Linked DNA regions of Pan troglodytes: region 1 is linked to region 2. Evidence: chromatin contacts called from public Hi-C data. All regions are on one chromosome and are shown on one strand. Each heading gives the region's core, a stretch centred on a gene start, on an enhancer-like site or on the middle of the called end of the contact. The rest is flanking DNA. Distances are from core to core; before and after follow the strand shown. Region 1 has its middle 170 kb from the start of AIPL1. Region 2 holds the start of WSCD1 (WSC domain containing 1).

Region 1 (7,337 bases), core at 4,655-7,154, 180 kb before region 2:
TCCACTGTGGTATAACCTCACCTTAACTATTAATAATTGCATCTTCAGGCCGGGTGCGGTGGCTCATTTCTGAGCTATTTCTGCCAGTGATCCATAAACAGGATCTAATCATGAGGAAGGGCCTGTAATCCTAGCACTTTGGGACGCCAAGGTGGGTGGATCACGAGGTCAAGAGATTGAGACCATCCTAGCCAATATGGTGAAACCCCCGTCTCTACTAAAAATACAAAAAATTAGCTGGGCGTGGTGGTGCACACCTGTAGTCCCAGCTACTCGGGAAGCTGAGGCAGGAGAATTGCGTGAACCTGGGAGGCAGAGGTTACGATGAGCTGAGATCGCGCCACTGCACTCTAGCCTGGCAACAGAGCGAGACTCCCTCTCAAAAAAAAAAAAAGCATCTTCAATGACCCTATTTCCAAGTAAGCTCACATTTTGAGGTACTGGGGTTTAGAATTTTAACATGTAAATTTTCAGAAGGATGCAATTCCACCCACAACACCTGGCTTCTGTTACCCTTAGTGTTTACTTAACAATCCTCCTCAGTGTGACCGAACTTCCATCTCACTGCCTCCTTCTTCCCCACACAGGACTCTCTTTTCCTGCTTGGGCTTTGACCCTGTGTGGATGCTGCTGTTTCCCTACGTGAGTTCTGACACCCCCACCAGTCACTCATCTGCAGGGATGACCTTCTCTCTCACTGGGGCTCGGGCTCCCCAAACAGGGCTGCCCCCATCACGGGGCTCAGGATCTGACATGCATCAGGCCACTCACCCCTCGTAGGAATGTCCTCAGCCAGTCTGGTGCTGTCACCTCTGCCAGGATGCCTCTGCAGTGGCACCCTCCTCCCCCTGCGTGGGTGCTGATATTCCACACTGTCTTCCTCCCACCACATGGATGACCTCCTCACCCTGTTGATGCCCTGACACCCTTTGCTGGGGAGCCTCCCAGTGCCATCACTGTCCTGGCCTCAGCTCTGGGCCATGATGGCTGCCCTCCCTTCACTGCAGAGGCCTCTCTTCCCGTGCTACACCTAACGGCTTTAGGACTGAATGTCAGGAAGGAAGGGCATAGGAGAAGGCAAAGGAGGGGGAAGGTGAGGAGCAGGAAGAATAGGAATTCGTGCTTCAACAAACTCTCTGGATAATTCTTATGCAGGCTAAAGCCCCCAACCTGGTGGCCAGTAGGCGGTGGGAGATAGCACAGGCTGGGGCTGGAGACTGGGCAGGGGCCAGATCTTGGAGGGTCTTGTGGGCCTTAGTAAGGAGGCTCTTATTTTATTTATTTTGTTTTTTTTATTATTATACTTTACGTTCTAGGGTACATGTGCACAACGTGCAGGTTTGTTACACATGTATACATGTGCCATGTTGGTGTGCTGCACCCATTAACTTGTCATTTACATTAGAAATATCTCCTAATGCTATCCCTCCCCCCTCCCCCCTCCCCCCACCCCACGACAGGCTCGGTGTGTGATGTTCCCCACCCTGTGTCCAAGTGTTCTCATTGTTCAATTCCCACCTTTATTTTATTTATTGTTTAAAGAGAACTGACAAAAACAAGCTTATCTGGGGGAAGAAACGCCACCGTGAACTATATGAATTAGCTTCAAGTCTCTCCTCCCAAAAACAGGAGTCGTCTGTTACCAAGCGAATCGCCACCCCTCCCCTCCACTGTCCTTCCCTTCAGCGTCTAGCGTGCCTAAGCCTCTCCATTCTAACGCCACGGAAGCACTTTCTGATCAGTCTGCTGCTTGCAGCTCTGACTCTCTCTCCCTGTCTTTCCTTTCCCAGCCATGTCTCTTGCAAGCGTTTCTAGATTCTTCATTGTCGTGTCCTAAAATCCTATTCACACCTCGACCCCCATGCAATGTGGCTTCCACTCAGTTTTGTTTTTATTTTACGTGCCCTGAGAATAAGGGTTTTAAGAAGATGAACATGACTTATGTTTTGAAAAGATCCTTCTGGCTACTTTGCAGGGAATGGATTTGAAAAGCCAAGAGAGGAAGCAGGTTGCTCAGTAAGAGGCTGCTGCATCACCAGCTGAGAGAGGATGTTGGTATGGACAGAGTGGCAACAGGGGACCTGGAGAAAAGAAGGCAGACTGGGGATATATTTGGAAGGGCTGGCAGGGCCTTCTGGGGTCGATGGAGGGATAAAGGAAGGAGAGCAGTCACAGATGACATGGGGGGGTCTTGGCCTGAAGAGTTGGGTGGACGGCAGTGGCAGGAGAGGACTCAAAGAGGAACAAATTTGGGGAAGCAGGTTTCTGGGAACCCTGTTTGGGTCATACTTTGAGACCCTTATCTACGTGATGATATCAAGTAGGCAGGTTAGATATATCGAATTGGGGTTTAGAGAAGGGGTCAGGGCTGAAGATCCAAATCCACACGTTGAATTCAAAGTCATCAGCAACTGCCTCCTGGAGGAGCCTCTACAAGTGTTAGCTTTGAAAAATGACTTCACTGCGACGTGGTAAGGGAGGCTGGGAACAAGGTCACGGGAGTCATGGACACACTGGCTTCATGGCGTCCATCAGGGAGGGGTTGTCAGCCAGCTGCAAATCACCACCCCCTCCTCTCCATGGTTCTTCCCTTCAGCATTTAGCATGCCTAAGCCTCTCCATTCTAATGCCACGGAAGCACTTTCTGATCAGTCTGCCTTCTGCAGGCAGCTGTAGGTGGACAGCTGCAGGTCACCACTTCCCAACACTGACCTGACACTGACTTGCAGAATGGAAGAAGAGCCGACATCCTCGCGTGTATTTGTTTCCAGGACAGCCGCTCAAAGCTGGGACCACTGCCAGGCCTATCAGGTCAACCCCTAAATTGAAGAAGGAAGTTTTCTCCAGCTTGATGGTAAGTTCAAGACCTGACTCGGAGCCCCAGGCAGTTCCCGTCACTCTCTAATTCAGAGATTCTGCCATACTATGCCATTAGTGGCCACCTCCATAAGCACAGGGCACTTCAGAGTTTACATATCATGCTGACATCCATGACCCCATCTCATCTTCACACCAGCTCTTGGAGGGTTGGAGAGATTTTTTTTAAGACTTATTTTACAGATGAGGAAACTAAGGCTCAGAGGTTAAGCCATTTGTCCAAGATCACACATTCGGAACATAGTCGAGTCAGGACTTCAAACCAGGGCTGTCTGCTTCTAAAATCTTAACAAACCCTCTGCCTCTATTAGAGTTCGTGGCCTACTACCTTGGTCGCTGCTAAGATGTGAGAGCTCCTTGCTGGTAGCGCTTCCTCAAGAAGCCAGCCAGGTGCTACTTTCTCCCCAGCCTTGGCTCTTCCCCTTGCTGAGAGATCGCATTCTTTTGTAACTACCTGGCTCACCTGCGGCTTCATTGCCTCCTGTTTTTTTTTGAGATGGAGTCTTGCTCTGTCACCCAGGCTGGAGTGCAGCGGCGTGATCTCGGTTCACTGCAACCTCCGCCTCCCGGGTTCAAGCAATTCTCCTGCCTCAGCCTCCTGAGTAGCTGGGATTACAGGCACCTGCCACCACACCCAGATAATTTTTGTATTTTTAGTGGAGACGGCGTTTCGCCATCTTGGCCAGGCTAGTCTCGAACTCCTGACCTCATGATCCACCCGCCTCAGCCTCCCAAAGTGCTGGGAATATAGGTGTGAGCCACCGTGCCTGGTCCCTGGTCTGTCTTTAACCACTCTCTGCTAGTAAGAGCCGGATCCCTCATTCCACAACTTTGGCTAGTTACTCACAATTCCTTCAGTCTCACCTCCCCAGGGCTTCCTGAGCACTCCGATATGTCCACCTGACCTCTTTCAGGGAGGTCTCCCTGATTTCTCTGGCCTCCTGCCCTTCTCCAGGGGTCTTCAGACTGCAGTAGCTCTGATCTCCTCTCCCTCATCTGTCGTGTGCCTATGGCACATGTTACTCTACCAAGCCATACAACATGGGATTATTCACACATGGTCCCATCCGTAGTAACTCTTCTGACCACAGTTACCTCCATCTCAGTGTCTTCAAGGTCCAATTCAACATCCCTCCTTAATCCAGGGGAATAGATTCATCTTTCTCTGATTCAGCAGAAGCAAATCAATCAAATATGGACTATAAGTTGCAGACCCTCATGGGACTTCGAAGGTCCCCTACTTCTACCTTCTATCTTATGCTATATTAAGCTTGCCCAACCTGAGGCCTGCAGTCCAGATGGCTTTGAATGTGACTCAACACACATTTGTTAAGTCTCTTAAAACATCATGAGATTTTTTTTTTTTTTTTGAGACAGAGTCTCACACTGTTGCCCAGGCTGGAGTGCAGTGCTGTGATCTCAGCTCACTGCAACCTCCGCCTCCCGGGTTCAAGCGATTCTGCTGCCTCAGCCTCCCAAGTAGCTGGGATTACAGGCGCCCGCCACCATGCCCAGCTAATTTTTTGTATTTTTACAAAATACAGAGATGCGGTTTCATCATGTTGGCCAGGCTGGTCTCAAACTCCTGACCTCGTGATTCGCCCACCTTGGCCTCCCAAAGTGCTGAGATTACAGGCATGAGCCACCGCATCAGGCCCATTATGAGATTTTTTTTGTGATTTCTTTTTTGTGTGATTTTTTTTAGCTCATCAGCTATCGTCAGTGTTAATATATGACATGTGCAGCCCAAAATGATTCTTCTTACAGTGTGACCCAGGGAAGCCAAAAGACCAGACATCCCTCTGTTACACTTTCCACTCCAACATTCTCCCAAAGTCAAGCCTCTCCTGACACCTGGGGACTCGCTAACTCTTAAGGGAAAGTCATGCCTTCTCTGGACAGCTTTCTTATAAACTTTTTCCTTTCCCCCCACCTCAAAATGTGCCTACCAGCAACAGCCTCCTCTCCCTGCAGGCCACCCAGGATGGGGCCAGTCCTGCTCCAGGGTGGCATTCAGAGGTGGGAAGGCATGGTCCTGACCCCGAGGCTGCTCTTCTTCAGACAAAACAACTTTTCCACCCTGTATTTCAGCCCCCATCTGCTCCTCTGTCCTGGCCCCTTTCCCAAAAGATGCCCCGGTTTCTTTCGTCCTAGCAACTCTTCTTACCTTCCACACCTCGAGGCAAATTCAGAAAAAATGCAGCAAGTATTTACTGAGCACTATCTCTTTGCCAGGCACTGGCCTTGGAGCTGAGGATGCAGCAGTAAATTTAACAGACAGAAGTCAAGGTGAAGCTCCCATCCTGGTGGCCAGCTGCATCTACCATCACTGGAGTCTGCAACCTAACTCGTGTTTTTGACAATCAGCCTCAAAATCATGGTTATACATAAGTGTCAGGCACTGTGCTCGGCACTGGGGGTGCAAAGGTAAACAGAATATTGTTCCTGCCTTGAAAGCCCATAGCCCCATTGGCTTAAACAACCTGATTAACATGCCTAGGTTGAATCTCTCAATCTCTCTCTGTCTTTTACACACACACACACACACACACACACACACACACCACACACACACGTATCAGTTGCAGGAAATCTACCAGCGTCCAGTCAAAGTAGGCAAATATGTGCAGATTCCAGGCATCAGTGCCAACCTGAGAAACTTGCCTTCATCTCCCGTCACCTCCCCACCCCCTCACTGCCCTTCCCCAGAAAATTCTGGGAGCCAGGTTCCTGGCAGCAGCCTCCAAGGAGGACGTAAGAACAGGCCTATTGAACTGCGTTGCTCTGGACTAGATAAATAGTTATCACCAGCCAACGCGGTTAAATAATCATCAAACCACGTAATTCAGAAATCATGCTCCTCGAGAGTTCCCCATTTAATACCCGACAGAACACGCTAATCCGCCGCACAAGACTGCGTTTTATTTTTCTAGACAGGAAGCATTTTCTTCAGTCCCATAATGACTTCCCTTGACATAATAATGAAGGAATGTGAATTTAAAACAGGCTGAGAGGCCGGGCGTTCTTTGTTATCAGGGTTGGGGGCTGGTGGCTCGGAAATTGCCTGAGTAACTGCTGACTTGCTCAACTGTGTCGTCATTGAATTCACTGCTTACAAAGACTGAAATTTACCAAATTAAATTTTAGTGAGTAATTTCTTTTCACATAAACGGCAGAAATTAACCCATTGTGGATGTGGTAGATAGGCCGTCACACGGAGCTGACATTACATTGGGGAGCTCTGTGAAGTCAGGCAGGAGGAGATCAAGACTTGGAGAGCAGGAAACCCCTCTTTGGACTGGGGGAGGGGCGATCCCGAGCCCCAGAATCAGGCAGGAGAGGTTCAAATCCTGGGTCTCCCACTCCCTATTGATGTGACCCAGGGGGTTCTTATCTGTGAAATGGGCATGATGAGGGGCTATCTTAGGGATGCAAAATGGATTACATCTATAAAAGCACTTGGCTGTCAGTAAAGGTCTGCATACATGTCGGTGGTTATTATGTTATGTAGCTTCCAGCCTGAGGACGTTGAACTGGGAGAAATCAAGAATAAGAAAGGAAGCTCCCTGGAGCACCCTACCTTTTGCAAAGAGGTAGCTAAAGTTAGCTACTTTCTTTCTTTCTTTCTTTTTTTTTTTTTTTTTGAGACAGAGTCTTGCTTTGTCGCCCAGGCTAGAGTGCAGTGGTGCGATCTCAGCTCACTACAACCTCCGCCTCCTGGGTTCCAGCGATTCTCCTGCCTCAGCCTCCTGAGTAGCTGGGATTACAGGCACGTATCACCACGCCCAGCTAATTTTTGTATTTTTAGTAGAGATGGGGTTTCACCACGTTGGTCAGGCTGCTCCCTAACCTCTTTATCCGCCCACCTCGGCCTCCCAAAGTGCGGGTATTACAGGGGTGAGCCACCATGCCCGGCCAAAGTTGGCTACTTTCTAACCCATCACGTAGCACAGACAGGACTCAGGGGGCCCAATGCACCTGTGGAAATCAATTCCATTGGACACAACCGAAAAGTCAATTTGTCCAGTGGATTGATGGTCAGTTGGATTGATTAACTACAGCCAGACCAGTTGCTGTGAGGCCAAAACAATAGATGAAAAACAGGATATTTGACATCTCTGTCCTTACTGGGGTTGAAAAAATAATGATAAGCAACAGTCCTTTCTTATGTATGTATGGAACAAGGAGGTGGTAGATTGGATTACTGTTTAAAAACGTTCCCTCCCTCTTCTCCACATACATGGGAGTTTTTTTGCTCACTCCTTGGCTTGGGGCTTGGCTATGTGACCTACTTTGGAAGATTAACATACATGATGCAAACAAGGACGTGAAATGTGCTTGTGCAGCTGGGCTCACCCGCTTGCACCTCTGCCATCGCCACGAGAAGAGCTTCTCACCAGCAGATGCTCCCCCTGTATCCCAGGCTCCAGGATAAACATACAAGGAACACACCAGAGCCC
Region 2 (7,026 bases), core at 2,620-5,119:
GGGCCTTAACAGCTACCAGCAGGTGCACTGTATTTCATAGCTGATGAAATGAATCCAGCCCATTCTTCCATCCACTTCTCACATCCACACCGGGAGGCAGGGCATATGCAGAGTTCCTCCCTGACCACATTCTCCAAGTGGCACACTTCCGATAATTTTTCAGGCCGTATGTCAACACGATTGTCAAAGCCATGATGAGGAGAGATTAAAGGAAGAATGTGAAGGCCAGACCAGGAGGCCCAGGGAGAAGGTGGTGAGCGGAAAGCCACATTCATTCCCTCATTGCCCAGATGAGCAGCCCTGGATGTTAGGGCCCAGCTCTGGCCCTGCTAGTGTATATGATTATCACCTGCATTTTAAGGCCTAAGGCCCTGAAGGTCTAAACACTGAGCTGCCCCAAAGTCCTTGGCCTTGACCTCATTGTACCTCCAGAGAAAGAGTCAGGGAGCTGGTCTCACCAAGGCTGATGGGGGTCTGAGCTGGATGGGAGTACAAGCTTGGAGCTTCTATAATGAGAAACACCACTTCCCTAGAGGCCCTGCTCGGAGGGGTTCCATCAGGGCCTGGAGGCTCTGGATTCAGAGGCTCTGAGTCGCCTGCTCAGGCTGATGCCATGAGGAACCAGCTCTGTGACTCATTCCCCAGTGCTCTGGCCAAACTGATCAGGTTGGAGGCTCAAGCTTCAGCAGCAGACCCACTAGTGGCACTGAATATCCACTTCTGCTCAGTTAGGAAGACAGGAGGAAGAGACAGGAGTCTGGCCTTCTGCCTTATCCCAGCTTCTCTTCACTTCCAACCAGACATGCCACAGGCCACAGGGCAGTACCCCATAGGGCACAATGCCCACTGAAGAGAGGGATCCCCTCACCCCAGAAGAAGGCATTTTTACAGAGGAGCTGTGGAAATGGCCCTGCTGAGGCCTGGAGGATGCAGCCACAGGTGAGAGCCTTCTGGCGGGGAAGATGAGGCAGTCAGGCTCAGCCACCAGCCCAACCACTGCCAAGCCTCCTTCAGATCCCATGCCTGGGAGAGCTCCTGCTCTTCCTCCTAGAAACCCTGAGCTCTGGCAGCCGGTTGAGGCCCCTTCCCGGAGGATCTCCTGAGGGCCAATCTAAGTGTGTGGGGGTGGGGGCATGATTGAGAGAGACAAACCTCATTCTCCCATAGCCCAGGGAAACCTCCCCTAGCTCTCTCCCCAGCACCTGCAGCCACCAGGAGTGGGTGATTGCAAACAGCGCAGGGCAAGCCAGCTTTATATCTCCTGTAACTTTCACTCCCCACCACCCTCACTTTCTGTGCCTGACAACCTAGGCAAATCAGAGGAAAAAAGAAAGGCCCCCACTCCTGATGCCAAAGTGGGATAAACCAAGTGCCTCCATAAACCTAAGCATGCTGTTCCAGCAACAAGAGGGATGCGGGTATCTCATGTTAGAAAAGTACAGCGGCGTCCTGCATCTGTCCATCTTGGGAGCTGCAGGGGCAGGGCCAGTGTGGGGAGCAGCTGGATCCAGTGCAGGGCTATGAGGCTAGAACTCCTCTATCAGCCTTCCCACTGCTCAGCGGAAGGAAGAGCGGTCCCCTTCCCCACCCGCATTCCTGATCAGCAGAGCAGGCATCATCCCAGGCGCACAAATGCTCAGGAAAACAACCAGCGAGGTTACCCGGAGGCAGGGGACCCAGCCAGGTACGCTCCTGAGTAGCCAAGAAAAACGCAGTTTAGCAACCTTCAGTCGTGAGTCTCCGTTCACACCTACGAAGACGCAAAGCTCTACACTAGGTAATTTTCTGGACAAAATACATACGTTTTGCTTTTGCCTCTGCCTCTGTTCAAGTTCACCAAGAGACGGAGCAAACCCTCCGCTGACCGGAAGCCTCTGTTGGTAGCGGAACGAGAGGGAGCTGCTTCTGGGTAAACGTCGCCGCCTAGGAGGGAAGCTGTGCGCACCCCACACCCTGCCCTCGCCCCCTCCCCGGGACCAACCGCAGCGCCCTCCCGGGTAACAGACGGGCTCTCAGGACTCCGGAGGGGGACGCGGCTCGTGCGGCGCCTCGCGCACCCCCACCCCATCCCGGCCGCGCCGAGCGCCGCCCCCCACCCCACAACCCCTGCACGCACCCGCTCACTCTCCCCTGCCCCGGCCGAGCCACCCCGGGCCCCCGGGAAGGTGCCCCCGGCAAGCCCGCCCTGCAGCCGGAGCAGGTGCAGCCCCGCCGCGCTCCCAACCGCGTCTGCACAAACTTGTTTGCCCGCGGCAAGGGGAACACCCTGCTCGCAGCCCGCGCGGGGGTCCGGCTGGAGCGCCGAGAGACAGGACTCACCCCGCGATCGCGGCCGGCTGGGGCGCCCGCACCCGCGCCCATGGCCCGTCTTCCCCGGGCGCCGAGCCCGCAGCCCCCGCAGTGCCCGGAGCCCAGAAGCCCCGGCGCCCGCACGTCTCCGGCCGCCCGCGGCAAGCGGACCCACGCGCCCGGGCACAGGGCGCCGCCGCCTGGCTCCCCGGGGCTGCTGGCGTCCCGGCTGAACGGCGGGGCGGGCGGGCGGGCGCGGAGCCGGGGCGGGCAGCGGGCGAGCGGCGGGGCGGGCGGGCGGGCGGGCGGGCGAGCGGGCGCCGGGCTCTGCACATGCTCACTCGCGCGGCCCGGGGACAGCGGCCGGCCGCCGCCGGGTCCTAGAGGCGCCGGTGCGCACCTCCCGCCGCCCGGGGGAGGGGTCGCGGCTCCGCCGGAGGGGGCCCACGCCCTGCCCCGGCCCGCGAGACACGCGCGCGGGGCGGGCCACACGCGCCACTGCCGAGCAGAGACGCCGCCACCCACTCTGATACACACACACACACACACCAGTCACCCAGAGCCACAGCCTTTCACCGGGGCCCCACGGGCTCTAACACACGCACCATGACGCTCACACCCAGACACAGACCCACAAACACACGGGGCACTGCCGCGCAGAGGAGAGCACGCCGCCACTCTCCCATGCAGACTCACAGCGACAGCCGCACACTGCCTGACACACACATCCCGAATCACTGCTTCCCAGAGACACCGACACCCACACTCACACACACACTCTCTGGGCTCTGCCCCACTCACCCAGAAGCACTGGGCCACTGTGACAGGCACGCACACGTACACACACAGCCACACAGTTTAGAGTGCACTCTAATACACACACACCACACACACACACACACACCGGATCACCGTCCCATGCAGAGGTAGAGACAGATGGTCACAGCTTCACACACATTCACACTCAGAAACAAGCACCTGCTGGAACACAAACACTCTCACACAATCTGAGACAGACCTACACAGAATCGCAGCCCTACAAATACCCTGACACCAGCTCCCGCGTCTACACACTCGGGGGTCGGCCGCCGGCTTATCATACTGCTCCACACCGCACACAGTGACAAACCCACGCCTTGACATAGTTGCCCACAGAAGCAATGTCACACACTGGTGTCTACTAACAGACACACTCTCAGAGGGGCATACTGGGCATTGACCCACAGGCTCTCTCTCTCTCTGTCACACACACACACACACACACACACACACACGCACCGAGGTGGAAAGAGGCTGAACAGTCACACAAGTCTATACACAATCCCTCTCTTTAAATAAAGGCTGGATCCAAACCTAAAGATTTTTCCCAGGGAGGAGCCCCACCCTGTTCCCCCAAAGCCGCCAAGTCACAGCATCTACCCTGCTCTGCCATGTGCACCGGTGGACCCTGTCCTCACCCGGGGCTGGCTGCTAAGATGCTCCCAGAAGCTGAGGACAGCAGAGGCAGCAGGAGCAGGTGGTGGTGCCTCTTACTCCGTCTTCCTAAAAGGGAGTTTCATGCCTCCGACTCCCGCTAGGGGCAGAGCTGCTTGGCCTGGCTCCGAGGAGCTGGCTTGCAACAGGTGCAGGTGGCAGGGAAAGCGTTTGCCTGGGGACCAGTCACAGTCCCTCCTTACGCGGGTCAGTCAGGTGGCGCCCAGAGCGGGAAGAGACTCGCTGCAGTTTGCATAGCTATGTCTGGCCAAGTGCAGAATTAGAACAGAGTCTGCACCATCCGCATGAAGGCAGAATGCTCTGAAGGTCTTGGGGCACCTGGGTTTAATATCCTTAAGCCCAGGAAGAGGATACAGTAAGTGAGAGACGAATTCTGTGCTGCCTCAGAGTCCCAGCCTTGCAGAAAAGCCCCCTTCACGTATATATCCTTTACAGAATGTGAATGTGTGTGTCGTTACGATTTATAACAGCAACCCACTGTGCAGTCTTGCAATGCTGTTTGGTTTGCAAAGCCCTCTCCATGACCAGCTACATAATTTGAAGGGCCTAAAATAAAAATGGAGCCCCCTTTTAAAACACTATCAAGAATTTCATGAGATAAAAGGAGGCTATTAAACCAGTACGGGTCCCTTCTGAGCACAGAATTCAGAGCCTTTCACAGATCTCATACCCACGAAGCCAGCCCTGGCCCTCTCGTACCCATTGTCCCACTTAAAACTGATAAGTCTATAGATGCCTTCATGTGCCCATTTGACAGATGAGACCTTCAGGTGGGTGATCACAAAAGGCTCACAGCCAGTTGAGCCCAGGGGAATTCAAGCCCAGCTCCTCTGGGAAGCCAGACACTTCCCGGCAGCTGCTATTCAGAAGTGTCCATCTGCAGCAGCAGACACTTGGTACAGAATAATCAAGCAGAAGAGTTGATGTGGCTGCCACCAGGGAAGGAGGTGACTCAAGAAGAAAAAGCAAAAGGCTGCTGGGTATCCATGCCATCTGTGCTCGATGTCACGCTGCACCTGCCCTGCAAAGCACCCCACCAGGGGAACACCATACAGCCCCTGTGTGGGTAGATGCTAGAGTCAACTACTGACTCTAGGGAGGGAGGTTGAGGAAGGAGGTGCATGAAAGAACCCAGGAAGTAACTGAGAAGGGCTTGGGAGTCAACACGGCCAGGAGTATTTCAGTGTCAGGACAAAGCCCTTCTTTCTAGTGATGGTGACCAGTAAGAAGTGATAGGGAGGACTGATAACAGAGTCACTCCTAATCACAGTCCAACTCCTTGTCCCTCAGCTCTTCTCTCCACATAGTTGGGACTGTTTCATAGGAACTTGTATACCATCCCTGTCCCAAAAGCAATTGGTCCCACAATGCTGCCATCATATGTCCATTTACTGCTGAGAAATGTATCCCCCCACCCCCCAGGAGTCTGGGACTAAGAATCAGACAGGTCTGATGTCACATCAATCCCATCTCTCTGTGTTTGGCTCTTGAGTCGTCCGCTCCTCTCTTTGCAGACCTCAACTATTGGATCCTAGGTATTTACATCACCTCCTAACTTCATGTCATCTGATAGCTTATTCTTCCTTCCTTCCAGCCACCCATCTTTTCATGTATTTACTAAGCAAGGCACCCATTGTGTGTTAGATTTTGTGTTGAACACTGGAGAGTCTTTGATAAAAAGAACCAGTCCCCTGCAGGAGTTTCCAGTGTGAAGAACTGGACGAGAAAACAGACCAAAGTGAAAACATACCACAAAGAGAGAGCTCTGCTGTATCAGTCAGGATGCCTGCAGCCTCAAGTAACAAATAGCAAAGTAAAAGTGGTGTCAACCAAAGGGTTTATGATCTCAGACAGCAAGAAGCCTGGAGGTAGGCAGTTCCAAGGTTGGGTGATTCAGTCACTCAATGATGTCAGGATCTGTGGTGGCCTCTCTGTGCTCCCTGGACCGCCCCCTCCTGACTGCAAAATGACAACTGAAGCGCTGTTCGTGACTTCCCCAAATGACAATACCCTAAGGCAAGAAAGAAAGGGACATTTCTTCCCACAAGTTTCTTTTTTCACTGGGTAAGGAAACTTTTGCCAGATCCTCTTTCTGGCAAGGCCCGTTGGCCAGAAGTGAACCCTATGAGTACCCCTCAGCCAATTCCTGGCCAAGGAGGAATGGGTTTGGCTAATTATAATTCATCCTCTGGGGATAGGCCAGTCACCTCAGAGCGCATCCCCACTTGATCAAAATTGTTTCTATGTTAGTAGATGGCTGCTGGGATGGCAACTAGCTGTGATGATAGATAGATAGATAGATAGATAGAGTGAGCATTGGAACCTAAATGACTCGCAACCTCAGTGTAGAGGAATTCAGGGAAGGCTTCCTGGAGGAGGTGACATGTAAGCTGGCTTTTAGAGGAGAAGTGGGCATCATCTGGATCACCAGGTGCAGGGGCTATTCCAGACAAGGGTGGGGGGCATCCTTTGCAAAGGCAGGGAAGTGTGAAACACACAGGCTGTCACAGAAACTGCCAGTGACTTTGCACTAGCTGGTGCAAGGTCAGAGGTGGTTGGAGAGGAGGCTGAACTGTGACTGGCCACTGAACCCCGACTAGCCACTGAACCCCCATTCAGGCCACTGGCACCAGTGGACAAGGCAGGGCTGTGGACCACGCTTGAGCCACCACTACGATGAGCTCCCTTCACGGTGGTCATCTAGTCATCATCAGCCGTGGAAATGGTCATTCAACCAGTTATGAGTCATCAGCCATCCCACACTTCTATGTCATGTTGACAAAGGCAGCCTGACTAGTCATAGGCACGGGGGTGACAAGCCCACGTGGGGGTGAGGGCCGGGCGTGGGGCTCATATCTCTCTTGCCTTGACCAAGTCACAATCTCTCTGGGCCTCAACACTGTCATCTGCAAACCAGAGAAAATGCCTCCTTTATGGGAGTGCTTGTAAGGACCAAATAAAATGTCTGTTGAGTGTGAAGCAAAACAACATTTGCCATGGAATATGCACATAACACATTTTAGTAAATATTACAAGAAGGGGTTTTCCCGAAAGCTTTGCTAAAATCCAGAAATGCCACATGTGCAACGTTCTACTGAGCCACCAAGCTTGTGATACGTTCTCTTCCTCCACATGCCACCTCCCCAGAGCCTGCCCTGTCATTCTGGCTAAAGCATCCACCTCACTGTCCAGTTTCCAGTCTTCATGAAACATTGCCCTATCATCTCTTTGTGTGTTTGTTGG

The links. A called contact is a pair of places that touch in the nucleus more often than the background predicts.
Region 1: a contact with region 2 is called in a Hi-C map of stem cell-derived neural progenitor cells, with 2.1 times the contacts expected there. The contact joins the enhancer-like site here to the promoter of WSCD1 in region 2. A contact is called at or near these places in 1 of 7 Hi-C or Micro-C datasets (stem cell-derived neural progenitor cells) and 1 of 1 datasets of contacts at active chromatin or transcription factors (stem cell-derived excitatory neurons).

The regions. Positions count from the first base shown.
Region 1 is chr19:16,762,073-16,769,409 of NHGRI_mPanTro3-v2.0_pri, reverse strand. No RefSeq gene overlaps it. Among named protein-coding and RNA genes, the nearest start is that of AIPL1, 170 kb to the left of the region's middle. Within about 2 kb of position 5,904, at least 6 of the 24 cell types and tissues checked have an H3K27ac peak or open chromatin away from gene starts, as enhancers often do. A contact at or near this core is called in stem cell-derived neural progenitor cells, where this site is marked.
Region 2 is chr19:16,580,924-16,587,949 of NHGRI_mPanTro3-v2.0_pri, reverse strand. WSCD1 (WSC domain containing 1) reads right to left here and starts at 3,869. Exons shown (of 9, transcript XM_016931366.4): 1 at 3,747-3,869.